Regions from separate parts of the Danio rerio genome. Here region 1 is linked to region 2. A link is a contact called in public HiCAR-type data. All regions are on one chromosome and are shown on one strand. Each heading gives the region's core, a stretch centred on a gene start, on an enhancer-like site or on the middle of the called end of the contact. The rest is flanking DNA. Distances are from core to core; before and after follow the strand shown.

Region 1 (6,972 bases), core at 2,377-4,876, 190 kb before region 2:
GGTCAATTTCATCAACTCACTTCAGCTGTTAACTAGTTAGTAGCAGAGCCTCGAGATCAGACTGAAAATAGTGAAATGAGGGGGTTGAGGAACAAAAACAAGCAGAAGAAAGGATCCAAAATTGAAACCATCACCCTGAAAGGCACATGGTTATAAATGATGCGGTGAACGGAGGCGTTTTTGAGAAAGCGGAATGAAAAACGGGAATCGTTTATGAAGCCGGGATGACAAATGTGTGGGTGTTTGTGAAGTAGAGGAAAAAGGCGACGGCAGATGAAAGCTGACAGACTCTTCAAAGATCTGAATGTTTTTGCTGGCGGTGAAAGCGCTGCAGGACTGCAGATCTTGAGCCACTGGGTGGACGAGAGAGAGTTTAACATCAGCTTTAGATAGCCTTCAGTGCACCACTCAATGCTTTGACCTATGAAAGCGCTGCAGATAGACTAATTAATGGACAAATTTATGACTTTTGCATGTTATATAGTATTAAGTGGACAACAAGTCCATTTAAAATCATATTTATTTTATTTCTTTCAGTTTATTTTATTAACGTTTGCCGTATTATTTACTCAATGCTTTGGCCTATAAAAAGTGCTGCAGATAGACTAATTACTGAACAAAGTTGGAGCTTTTGCATGTTATACAGTATTAAGTGGACAAAGAGTTCAATCAAAATAGTATTTTCAACTCTTTCTCTGCCATTGATGAGATTTTTTGGTTTTATGCATTCTATTACACATCTTTAAAAGAGTACTGAATCTCAGCGTTCAAAAACATGAGAAGTAGAGAAAAGGAGTGGGTCTGTCTGCGGACTGCAAGAGAAGGCGGCCTAACTTGTAGTAGATGCATAACAAAGTTTAGAGATCCACATGTCAAAACTATGTTGTCGGCAAGATTACTTAAATAAGAATGTATTAAGATGGCGTACTGGATCAGATTCAATACGTAGTGGATTTTCTAACATGCATGCACAAGCTGATTGTTGCTATTTTTTGTTGCTAAAAATATTCATAGTATTTACTAAATTACCCATTACAACGTGTATTAATGAACGCCTATAACACCTCTGTACCTATCACAGTTATTACCATCTACACCGACCCCAACCGTAAACCTAACCATCAGTGTTTAATGTCTACACCTACCCCAACCCTAAACTCAACTATCAGTTATTAACGTCTACACCTACGCCTACTCCAACCCTAAAACCAACGGTAACGGTTAGTAACAACTACACCTACAGTACTCCTACTACAACCCTAAACCCAACCGTCACAGTTATTAACGTCTACACCTACTCCAACCCTAAACCTAAACATCTCAGTTATTAACGTCTACAGCTACACCTACTCTAACCCTAAAACTAACTGTCACAGTTAGTAACATCTACACCTACTCCAACTCTAAACCCAACCGTCAGTTATTAACATCTACATCTCCATCTACTCCAACCCTAAACCCAACCATCAGTTATTAACGTCTACACCTACACCTACTCCAACCCTAAACCCAACCGTCAGTTATTAACGTCTACACCTACACCTACTCCAACCCTAAACCCAACCGTCAGTTATTAACGTCTACACCTACACCTACTCCAACCCTAAACCCAACCGTCAGTTATTAACATCTACATCTCCATCTACTCCAACCCTAAACCCAACCATCAGTTATTAACGTCTACACCTACACCTACTCCAACCCTAAACCCAACCGTCAGTTATTAACGTCTACACCTACACCTACTCCAACCCTAAACCCAACCGTCAGTTATTAACGTCTACACCTACTCCAACCCTAAACCCAACCGTCAGTTATTAACGTCTACACCTACACCTACTCCAACCCTAAACCCAACCGTCAGTTATTAACGTCTACACCTACACCTACTCCAACCCTAAACCCAACCAGCGATTGTTATTTGCAACAACAGGGAATGACACAGAGTAGTGAAGAAGTCAGTGAGTGGAGTTGCTAAATGAATGAATTTAATAATATATTAAATTAATAAGTTGTGGATACATTTAGAAAAATTGCATGAAAACAATTGCTGTTAATGTTCTCTAGAAAGTATTATTTCCACCATCTTGCTGACAACATCTAGAATGGTTCAATGGGATCTCAAAAACTTTAAGTTACGCCCCTTTCATGTTACCCTCTCTTGCAGTCCGTGGACAGGAACAGTTTGAAAAAAGTGATGGAAGCACTAAATGCTAACATTTCTTCATGTTGTTATAAACCATTTTGAGGGATGTAAACAAAAACAATGGTACCGTATTTACTGCTGTACAATTTAAATTTCTATAACTTCCGAGAATCCAAAAAGAGCCCCATATTGATAATCTTATGATAACTGTTTTAACATTAAGTTATGATTGAACTGCCTCTTGTTACAGTTATGAAATATTTTGATAACAAGCAGGAAATGTTCATAGGACGATGACTTGACCACATTGAAATGGTCAATAAGGGAAATATCCTAAACCAATCCAATGCAATCCAAATGTAAATATTTTGATTTGTTGGCTAATTCATGTGAATTTTCACGACATAATTAATACATTTTAATACGATTTCCTCAATCCACAATGATGATTATGTTTAGGGGTGGTGTTTGGGGACACCTTTTAAAATTGTACATTTTAATATGAATGAAATTGTTTGAATTAGTCACTTGTGACAAGACATGAAGTTATGTTTCGTTGTGAGATCGGGTTGACAAACCACAATTTCACAATACACAAAATAGTTTGAATCTCTTTTAAGCAGAGAAAGAAGCTTTATTATTACATTACATTTTCCTTTATTTATGACATGAAGTTTTTTAACTGACAGTCCATTTATACAATAAAATTTCCGGAAATTTTTTTATTTATCAAACTAAACAAAATATGATCAAATCTTTAAGTGATGGTACTGAACAAGTATTAACTTATTTGAAGTATTTTCTTTTTGCAATCATTTGCCATCATCTAACGTACACTCACTGTCACATTCATTTCAATGTATCATACTGTGCATCATATTATAGTGATGCCTAAATTGACTTTTAAATGGGCTGAATTTATTTTATTTCTTTCAGTTTATTTTATTAAGACAAATTAAATCAAATACCATTTTTAGAATGAGTAATCTGTTTGGATGTTCTTATTGTCTCTAACTGTAAACGTATAGGAAGCAAACACTGCTTAGAACGGTATTTAAATAAATCACAGTATATGATGTTTGCTGCATTATTTAATGTGCAATAAATCATGTTCTTTTTCTGTGTTGTTAGTACATTACACACATCTCCTCATCATTGACTTTTTAAGAGTTTGATGCATCTGTGGCCCATCTTCGTGACTCATGTGAAATGACCTTCATTAAACAATGCAACTGAGAAATGAACAGACCGAAGACGAACAACTGCTGCCTCTGAGCGCGAGCAACAAACGAACACTCATCATTCCGATAAAACGAATGCAATTATTTTCCATGACTGTTCATTATAATGCGCTCAGACGCCCCAACTCCATCTGACCGGGGAAATAAATATCAGCAAGTGCATGATTTAGCCCATGACATAACCAGGCCAGCAGAGGTCTCTCTATGTCTGAAGAACAGGCGACGCATTTCAGATCACTGACTCACGAGCTGGAGTCTGAGATATTTCATGTTCCAAACAAAGGCTCTTGTGTTTGTGATGTCACTGTAAAACAATGTGGCGTTTGAGGGAGGGGAAGCACCATTCCTGCTAATGGCTGTGATTCTAGTGCTCTACGCTACAGGAACACTACTAATGACTGCAGCTGCACACAAACACACAGCTCTTCTTGACCCAGTGGAAGTTCAGGACGGTTGATCTCACCTATCTGAGTACTGTAGTCAGCGCATTAGGTGGTACCAGGCTCAAAATGTACTTTTCGTTTAGAGGTAACATGTGATCCCTGAAATTGATTTTCTGTTGTTTTTTTTTTACCATAATAAGAGAAGTGAAAGTAATTTACCTTTTGAACTTCATATGTGTTGACTATTATATCAAATAATTTAAATCAATCAGAATAACTGTTGCCAGTAACAAGAAACTGTAGGTAAATTATGTTTTTTAATGTAAATTTTAACAGCATACGCCAATATTATAACCAGTGCTGTGGGAACGCATTACAAGTAACACAAGTTACATAAGGCTAGTTTCAACAGACTGGTACTGTATAGGTCGGTATGGGTCACCCTTATCAGGCTTGCGTTTCCACTGCCAAAAGGGTACCAAGGGTAGCCTTACAACAGAAAGTTTTAGTCGATGTTATTCCCGCTCAAGGAAATTTCAAAGTAAAGCTGTACTGGTCGTTCATATATTGCAGAAGAAGCACTTCTCACAAAACAGATATACTGTAAATGTTCATTACTAACTTTTCTATGGACATGATTTGATTATAACTGCAGATCAATGACAATGCGAAATAGCCTACTGTAACGTCTGCAATTATATTAAATAAATAAATGCAACATACAGTTGAAGTCAGAATTTTAATGTTTCACACTACAAAATATCGTAAACAGGAACCTTGGGCACATCTGAGCATTTGAAAATGGTTTTCTTTTTTCTCTTGCTGGTGCCATTTTGTTTATAAAACCTGAGAACAATGGAGTCAATCCAGAGCCTTATATACTTGCTACATAAAATAAAGCTTTGCAAATGAAAAATAAAGTATTGAGCAAAAAACTGTCAAAAAAAAAATTTCGCAAATGTTTTGAGAGATAAAAAGAACTGCAAATAAAAATCAGGTAGTGCAAAATATATATGGAAAATATTTTTTTCCACCACTGCCTTTACAAAACTTCTCAAGCTTTTCAGGCAACAGTGAGTTTGCGATACTATTTTCACTTCGCACATTTCTGCTAGTGATAGGTCATTCTTTCTGAACGAATCTTTTATATGACTCAAGAACAGCGAGTCCTCTCAGAGAATGATTTGTTCATTCGCACATGTGCACGTTGTACAGGTGAAGATTAGTTAATTTTTATGAGTCTTCTATCAGGTTTAAGTCGTTCATTCATCAGATAAAAGACAGAAGCCAATCATATACAGTAGAAGCTGAAAAAAGATTTGATCCATTCATTTCTCGAGTCCTCGGGTTTGAGTCATATCTTTACATGCTGTCATGTGATGAACGAATGATTCAAATACCAGAAGACTCAAAAGGTTAACTAATTATGAGTGTTTCCAGCTCAGACTGTACACATTGGTTAAGGTTATAAGGGACTGTCAGTGTCACCTGAACGAACGACACGATTTGAAGACATCCCAGAAGAGGTGAGCAGAGCAATCACAAATAAAACACCAGGTAAACAATGAAGAATTAATTTATCTTTCTTAGTAGCATAGCATAGTAGCATTCTAGTTATGACTTGTATCTTGTGTGATTAACGTTTGGTGTAGTTGTAGATGTGTTTGGAAGCATCTCGTAACGTTTTATTGTTATTTTGGCAAAATGAAGTAAATGACTCAAAAAAAGATTTGTTCATCTTGATAAACGAGACTCAAAGGTCTGAGTCAGTAAAATTATTCGAACGTCTCATCACTAATTTCTGCACGTTTCACTTTCTGGCCCTGATTTTATGAGGGGGCAGAGTCAAAGGAACTGGGGCGTGTTCGACAGGTCTGGGCCTGCCTCCAATTAAGTGACGTTATCACCCGGAATCACGTGGGAAGGACGTCCTCATTTTCGAGAGAAGGTTCGCTGCATAATGTTATGATTAACGCGTGTAACAGCTACGAGCATTAACTGCACCAAAATCATGTCACATAGCCCACATGAAAAAAATACTATGAAATACTATCATTTTTTGCTCAGTACTTTATGTTTTGTTAGCAAAATGGTATTTTGGGTGGCACGATGGCTCAGTGGTTAGCACTGTCGCCTCACAGCAGGGTCACTGGTTTGAGTCCCAACTGGGTCAGCATTTCTGTGTGTGTTCAGTTCCAAGACTGCAAGAGTGCATGGGTGTTTCCCAATATTGGGTTGCAGCAGGAAGGGCATCCGCTGTGTAAAAAAATGCTGGAATAGTTGGCGATTCATTCCGCAGCGGCGACCCCTGATAAATAAGGGACTAAGCTGAAGAAAAAAAAAAATTATGAATGAAAACAGTATTTTATATTGCAAGTATATAAAGCCCTGAACTGACTCCATAGAGATCCACCTTGGTCAAAATAACCTTTGCCAACACCAGCTCTGAGGTGAGATCAACCCGAGGGTGCCTTTCCACCAGCCCTTCAGGTCAGCCATTAGTCTGATAAATTAGTCACACTGATTTAGATGAATCCGGCCGGTCCCTTCCACTACATTAGCAAAAGCCACACACCGCAAGAATCATGAGCCCAGCAGCAGCAGCCGAGGGGTCAAGAAGCTAAAGCTGAATCCCAATCAAACCTCTGGACTTCCATACCTGATCAGCAAGCTTCCCGAGCCTGTGCGGCTACAACAGCCAGGTGACGGATGAGTGAAGGAGAGAGCGAGGAGAGAGGAATACAGTGAAGGTGACCAAGAAAAGGAAGAAATATGAAACAAAACTAAAGGAGGAAATGAGATGCATAAGGGGCCATAAAACAAACAACATGCAGAGTGACAAAAAAGGGAAGATATTTTTGTAATAATATTGAATATTTTAATTAAGATCATTTTGTAATAAATGATTGTTTATATATATAATTATCAGACCTTTATAAAATAATAAAAAAATAACATTTTACTTTAATCCACACTTAAGAAATCCTGTAAATCCAGAGAAAAAGACCATTTCTAAGCAGTAAGTAGTCTCTTAATTTTTCTATTGATATAAACAATATTTTATAATGATTATACTACTCTGATAACACCAAGCTTCTCAAAGACTCATTTCTGCACATCCCACAATCCAGATGAAGAAGAAACCGTGATGCTGTTCAGAGAATCTTATGATTTAATGGTCATTAGGCTCCTAATGTAAAAT
Region 2 (7,637 bases), core at 73-2,572:
TATTGGACATGCTATGAAAATACATGATACTGCTTTATTTGAGCTTCTGTCCGAAATGACAACCTTAAAGTTAGTTTATGATTTGTATCATTAAATGCTCCATGTCATGTTTTTATAATGCTGATTTCACATTATAGTAGACCATCAGGACATATTTTGGTGTTATAATTAATGCAGCTTTTGGGTAACAAAAACCGAATACGCTGTGTAAAAAAACAATATTTGCTGCATTACTGTACAAAATGACAACCTTAAAGTTTGTGGCTGTCGTGACAAGAGCATACGTTACATTATGTACCACTCATACATCCATCATTTCGTGCTTTTATGTTCATAATTTCATACTGACAAACCATAAATCATGTGTAAACCAATATCTGCAGCATAACTACGCCTGCATCTTTTTGCAGAACAAAACAGAGCCTTATATGAAGGGAATAGATGGAATAATGGCGATGCATTTGTAGGAAACTGAACTGCTTGTTTACCAAACTGCTGGTGTACAGAAGACGTTACACTAGCATAAATAACAACACAGCCACAGAAATTCAAAACCATCAACGGCTACATGTAGATTCCACGGCGGAATTTCGAACGCTCGGTCCCTAGGGAAACGCGTTTTCAGAATCCTAACGGAACAGAAAGAATCAATTCCGAAGTCTTTGGTCTCCTCAAGGTCAAATAGATACATTGTAACAAAGAGAATGCGGCGGGAGTTACATCAAACGAACGAACGCCCTTACGAACGCAAGCTCCGCGCTGCTGCGGGGATAATAATTGGCTCCAACATCTGGTGTTGGTTGTGTTGGTATGGTTGGTGGAGGTGGTGGTGGGTTTTGGGGTGGGAGGAGGAGGAGGAGAGGAGGGGGGACGTTAACGTATCCTCCGCAACAACCGTATTGTCGAGCGAAATAAGTCATTTAAAATGCCACTCATACCTTCGGATAACTCCAGCTCCAGCTCAGCCAATCTGGCCCGCACCTCCAATGGAAGGGGCAATGCATCGCGGTCCGCCATTGTCCGTTCAAAGGGGTAAAAATCACTCTCGTCCTCTTTCTTCGACTCTTTCAGCGCGGCTGCCGTTTCTCCGAGTCGCAGCGGTGCATAAGGAGGGCTGCGGGAGACGCGTGTCCAAAAACAAACTGCTCGGTGAACGGTGCTACTCGGGAGATTTTCTGTCCCTCTCAACGAAGCCCCGCCATATCTGAAGGGCTCCGCCGTTGGAGTCAGCAGTGGAAGATGTGGACTGTCAGTGCGGTGAAGCTCACGGGTCGGAGCGCTGTGTGTGTGTGTTTCTCCAGTCTCTCCCTCTCTTTCTCACTGTCACTCTCTCATGACGCAAGGCGAGTGTGGTGTTTTTGGCCGCAAGAGGGCGGAAGAGCGCCTATGTTTATGTTTCCAAAAATAATGCTAGTAATTTCTTGATGAGAATTTAAGTAAAGTCGATCATTATTAATTATCGATAAATTTTAAAATAAACGAATGAATAAAAAGTATTAACTTACATTGTAATAGTAAACTAATACCGTTTTTATTCATAAAATGCATTTGAATAGATACGTATTTTAAGTTCTGATAATTCAGAATATTATTTTTTTAATATATTTTTAGTTGTTTTAAAAATGCAATTAAAAAGGAAACAGGCTTAAGTAGCATTTTTTAAAGTAGTAATGTTAATTTTAAGTTGTACTTCCCATTATAAAAATGAATATGTGTATCCATTTCTTAGTGAATATGGGTAATATGAATCGGTGCATTTGAACAAAACAGATTTATTAAACAGATATCTTTATTAAAATAATATTTTAGTCACAGAACATCTTTGGAAATGAAATGATAATAAATTAAAATTCATGCAAAATATTGCACATAAAAAAACACGTTTTTGTAGATTTTTGCTGTTTTTGAAAATCTTTAATATTTTTCCCTAACATATAAATATGGGCTACTAATTTTTGAACTATTATTGTAAGTGATTTTGTTAGATTAGGTCCAGATTTGGCTTCAGACTAATGTTTATGCACAAATAAAATATTGTAACCCATAATACAGAAAATATGGTGTAGTCATATATGCTGGCACTATATATATATATATATATATATATATATATATATATATATATATATATATATATATATATATATATATATATATATATATATATATAGTTGATATCAGAATTATTAAGCTACATTTGAATTTTTTTTTTTTTTTCCCAAATGATGTTTGACAGAACAAATTTTCACAGTATGTCTGATATTTTTTTGTCTTCTGAAGAAAGTCTTATTTGTTTTATCTTTAAAAACTATTTTAAGGTCCAAATTATTAGAACCTTTAAGCTTTTTTGTGGATAGTCTACAGAACAAACCATCGTTATACAACAACTTGTATAATTACCCTAAGCAGCCTAGTTAACCTAGTTAAGCCTTTACATTTCACTTAAGCTGTATAGAAGTGTCTTGTAAAATATCTAGTTATTATTTACTGTCATCATGGTGAAGATAAAATAAATCAGTTGTTAGAAATGAGTTATTAAAATTATTATGTTTAGAAATGTGTTAAAAAAATTACACACACACATACACAGCTTAAATATCAAATAGCTCTTTCAATCTAACTTAGATATTTACACCATGTTTATTATATTTGTTACTGTTAAGGTAACCAGAATCATGACCAGGTTTTTATGCAGTGTTGAATTCATTCAGCTTGATGCTGTAGTGAACCATCTTTCTTTTACCTTAGACTCAACGGTAATAAAGGGATTGTTCTACTAAAAAAAACACACTTGGTTCTAAACTTTTATAAGTTCTTCAGTTGAACATAGAATGATATTCTGAAGAATGTGGGAAGCATTGACTTACATAGTACACACATTCCTATTGCACTTTTGCTGATTTAAAACATCTTCCTGTGTTCAACAAAAGAAAAAAAGGTAAATCAGGTTTGAAACAAGTAGAGGATGAGTAGATGATGGCAGAATTAAAATGTTTGTGTGAACTACCCCTTTAAGGTCTTTCAGTAATGCTGTGGGTTTCAATATTTCCTTTACTTGCCGATATACACATTCAAAAACTGCAACTAAAAGTCCTGTATCTCCTTTATTCTTGTGGAATAAAGCCTATTAGACCGGAAGGTTGATTTTCATGAAGTATTAACGCTTTTATTATGCCACCTTGTGGTCACTTATGTCAGCCAAAGCCTGAGAAAGAAACCATGACCTGGTTTAAATAAAGCAGCCTAACTGAATAGACATCCAATTTGTCATTAACATTTATTTATTATTTTTTTTTCCCATACATTTTCTCATAACCAATTTTAGGGTACCTTTTTAACATTTTTCCAATTATTTACATCTGTACAAAGAAAGCACACACATACGAGTGTATACATGTACTACAGTTTAGACTACAAGCATTTACACAGAGGAGAAACGAAACAAAACAGAAATCCCATCTCAATCCCAAAAGTATTGTGCTACACAAAATGTAGTGACGAAGGCTTTGTGACGCCTCAACCACATCATCCTTTTTCCTACACTTTGGGAATTGAAAGAAAAACAAAAAAAACAAACAAAAACCTCCAAACTGTCATCTAAAAAGTTAAGGCAGAGACTTTTTTTTCAAGTTTAAATAAAATTCAAGTTTTCAAACACTGTTAATTTATATGTGATGTCTGTTTCCTTTTTTAACACCTTAAAGGTTTATGTAATGAAACTTTCAGAGTATGCTTCATTTGTTGATGGAAAAATAATCAGTTGCATTCAGAGTCAGAAAAATCAACATAAAACATTTTCTTTGATAAACCGAGGGGTAAAAAAAAATAAACAAAAAAATACCGGGAAGATACAAAGAGAATATAAACAACAAGACAAACATCTCAAAGCATTCTGCACGTGCTCCACACTGCAGGAAGACATCAAAACAAAAACATGGTCTGTCTCGCTCGACCCAAACACGGGTGAGAACCAACGAACTGAACGAATGATTAGTAGAAACGAGAGTGACACGGAAACGTACAGGAGAAAGTTCACAAAATAGCGCTGGTCCATGTGTGCTGGAGGCTCAGATCTTTTTTGCTCTTGATGTATACGTCACTATAGAAATGTACACAATCCCACACGTATAATTGTGGTGATATGAAAGCGAATGGTTAAAGGTCATACGACAGACATTGGTGCGTGTTGGTGTCTTTCGCTCCATTTACATAGATAAAAAGCACCAAAGTAACCATGTGACAAACCATAGCACCACACCAGGATAACAAACAAAGCCAAAGAACTCATCTATCATTTAGATCACATCAGACTAGGCACATGAACACTTCACCCTCGCAACCTGAGCACTATTGCAGTGTGAAGATCTTTCAGAATCCAATGAAGAGGCATCAGATTCTTCCCAAACAATCAGCGAGAAACAGAAATCATACAGCAAATCAACGTGTGCCATTAAAAGCTTAAAAAGAAAAAAGGAGAGGAAAAACAACCAAAAAAAAAAAGAAAAACGTAAAAGAAAGCATGCACACAAGAACAGGTATACATACACCTGCTACAATATCACATTAGTACATCTGATAGAGGATTAGCATGTAAAAAAATATTTCAGAGCTCAACGAATAAGAAAAAAATAAAGCAAATGTCACTCCAGTGCTGGAACATCCGAACGTAAAAACCGAACGCAAAACAATTTACACAAAGTCTCACTCATGCAGTTTGTAATGACCGGAACTGTCAGAATTCATATCGAATCGCGTCAGTACCAAGACACTCAAGGTTAGCAAAATTATATACATCTCAGTTTAAAAAAAAAAGGAAAGGAAAACCTAAATTAAAGTGTTTCAGGATCAGCACTATCCACAAAAAGAACAAAAATCTGTATTTTCTCCCAACAGCACTGTTTTTTTTAACCCCAAAATAAAGATGAGCTCTGACGAAATGTTTTAAATAGTTACTCTCCAACCGGTGCTGGTTCATTAATCCCATTTTCCTTAGAAAACAACAAAAGATCTTTTTAAATTTTGAAACAAAACGACATAAAGGACAACAAAAATATTCAGAGAACCCTTTATGCACAAGTGCTTTTGTCTGTAGGCCCTGATTCCAGTGACAAGCTGTCTGTGTGTGCACTCACAGAGACCGTGAGATAAGAGGGACTTTTCTTCTTCTTTTTTTTATTTTTTTTGCGGGGGGGGAGCAGCCCTGACAGAGTTTTCATTCCCGCTCGGTCCTGGAAGCAAAGCAGAGGCTCTCAGGATTGGTGGAAGGAAGCTGTGGTGCCAGCGGTCGCTCGATCTCCAGGACTCTGCTGAGATTTCACTGTCTCTCTGGGACACGCTGTGGCTGTGGATTTGGCAGGTGCGGACGCTGATTCTTTGCATCTGCGTTCTGCAGAGTCAGGAGTTTTGACGTCTTCGGCGGTGGAGCTGGGAGCTCGAGGATCCGCTGACGGCTGCTGTGTTGGTGCTTCTCTTATCCTCTGACAGATCTCTGCGTAGCTTGGCTTCCGGGGCTCCTGCTAAATAAATGAATCAAATTAAGTAGGTGATCTGGCATTGCTGTATTATAAGGTCACTCAGATGTCGCTCTTTTTAACTGATATGTAGGATGACAAGGCATTTTAATTATCTGTGTGTATTAGGGACACATCAATGCCAAACAACTAGCACCAACGAAACCCAACTGCAGTGTCCCTTCACTTTGGATAGTACATGGACCAAAAACTGTGCGCAAACACACCAAACGGGGCGAAAGCCGGCTGAAACGAGAGCCAGGTTCTGCACCTGTGCAAGAAGATGAGTCTTTACGCTCCACAGGGGGCAGTAGTCTGTTTTCTTGCACAGACAACATGTAAACAATGCAGTGTTTAGTACCATTGATAGTTTTCAGTCACATGACCTGTGCAGAGACCTGGGGCCTCATGTACGAAGACTTGCGTGGAAATCTTACTAAAACATTGCGTACGCACAAAGCTGTAAATGTGCGTACGCAGAAAAAAATTCAGATGTATAAAAAACACTGCGTACGCCGAATCTCACGCATATTCTTTTGTACATCCGAATGAACGTGAAACTGAGCGCAACATGCATGAGCGCAAAACCCCTCCCTGCCTCCTTCCCCGTATGAATATGCTAATGACTATGCTAATGGCAAAACCCAACGAAAAAGCAATGGCAAAAGCAAGCAAAAAGAGAAACTTTGAACAGAATGTGAATTGGACGTGCTGCTTTCGGAGGTAGATCGGAGAAAAGCGGTGTTATTTGCAAGTTTGTTCTCCGGAATTAACAACAAAAGAAAAAAAATAGAGTGGGAGAGTTTAGCTGATGCGGTTAACACAGTTGGGTCTGAACATCGCACTGAGTGCATTAAAAAAAATAAATAGTGTGGTTTATATCTGTAAAATGTTGCAGCACTTTTAACAGTCTCAGTGGCGCTTCTCGTAAGTTGCATGTGATCATGAATTGATACGTTCGAGCATGAACTCGGCTCGAATCCAGCGTCTGATGAACTCTCTTCTTTTTTTCCCCGCTACATATCAGATTTTGCCCACTATTTATCACAAGAAAGACAAGTAGGAATCATCAATAAGTTTGTGCATCATATTTTATTTGCACATTTATTGAATGGAAATGTTTCTGATTCACGCATGCAAATTCATCTTCAGATAGTGTCTTTATAGCAATGTGCGTGCAGTAGATAGCTCAGATTACATTGGGAAAACAGGCAACTGCTGCAAATTGTGCTTTAATGTTTAGCTGGTCAAATGTATGGTATGGAAACCTTATATACCTGCTGAACCCGTCTCATACAGCTGCCATTGCAAGGCTCAGACACTTTGTAGAGAGGGATTTAACACAACTGCCTCTAGGAGTCGCCAATGGAAATAAAACAGACACGCACAAAAAATGTGCGTACGCCTGCCAGAAAGCTGCCGTGAAGCTGCGCACATTCCCACGTTCAGTTCATTGTTAGTAAATCCAAACGTGAGCGATTCTGAGCGTGAAACCTGGCGTATGCAAAGTTTTTGTGCGTACGCACATTGATACATGAGGCCCCTGGCGGGCAAAAAATAACGGGCCGTAATGGAAGCTACACTGGAATTTCCATAGAAAAGCAGCACAAACCGGTCATATTTCAATCTCTTTCAAGATACGAATATTTGGATCACATATCAACAGAACAGACGTGTTCCCAACATTATCCTCCAATTATTTAAATATTCCCACCAATAACTTAATTTACTTGACACACTCAAGTGAGGATAGCGGCAGCAAAAAAAATAGAAAGTGGACATAAGGACCTTTTTTCAAAGAAAAGTGTAAGTCACATAAACTCAATCTTTCTTAATGAACGGGTCAATCATAATAATGTTGTTAATGCTAATGTTTTTTTCCATTTGACGCACATTCTAATGTTACAGCAGGCTGACATAATCTGTGAATAATATGGTCTGAAAACTAATTGTTTCACAGGGTGATTCACAGGTCCTTACCAATGTCAAGAGCAAACCTAGGCCCTTGGTCTTAGAGATGAAGCCCAAAGGCGAACGGTCCACCCCGACCATTAAATAACATTATCAAAAGACCTTATTTATTCTCACCTGAATTTGATACAGAAATCAGGCATGGGCCAGTATACG

Evidence for each region. HiCAR-type assays count read pairs that join an accessible place to other places.
Region 1: a contact with region 2 is called in a HiCAR-type map of caudal fin, with 6 times the contacts expected there. The contact joins the enhancer-like site here to the promoter of dip2ca in region 2. A contact is called at or near these places in 6 of 18 Hi-C or Micro-C datasets (caudal fin, embryo, hematopoietic stem cells and 2 more) and 2 of 4 datasets of contacts at active chromatin or transcription factors (caudal fin and embryo).

Annotation. Positions count from the first base shown.
Region 1 is chr24:31,274,040-31,281,011 of GRCz12tu, reverse strand. The region is part of intron 31 of dip2ca (disco-interacting protein 2 homolog Ca); the gene reads right to left. Among named protein-coding and RNA genes, the nearest start is that of zmynd11, 46 kb to the left of the region's middle. Within about 2 kb of position 3,626, at least 20 of the 62 cell types and tissues checked have an H3K27ac peak or open chromatin away from gene starts, as enhancers often do. A contact at or near this core is called in caudal fin and skeletal muscle, where this site is marked.
Region 2 is chr24:31,084,093-31,091,729 of GRCz12tu, reverse strand. dip2ca (disco-interacting protein 2 homolog Ca) reads right to left here and starts at 1,322. Exons shown (of 37, transcript XM_073940855.1): 1 at 939-1,322. The coding sequence starts at 1,017. It overlaps larp4b (La ribonucleoprotein 4B), which reads right to left. Exons shown (of 17, transcript NM_001077562.1): 17 at 5,156-5,516. The coding sequence ends at 5,250.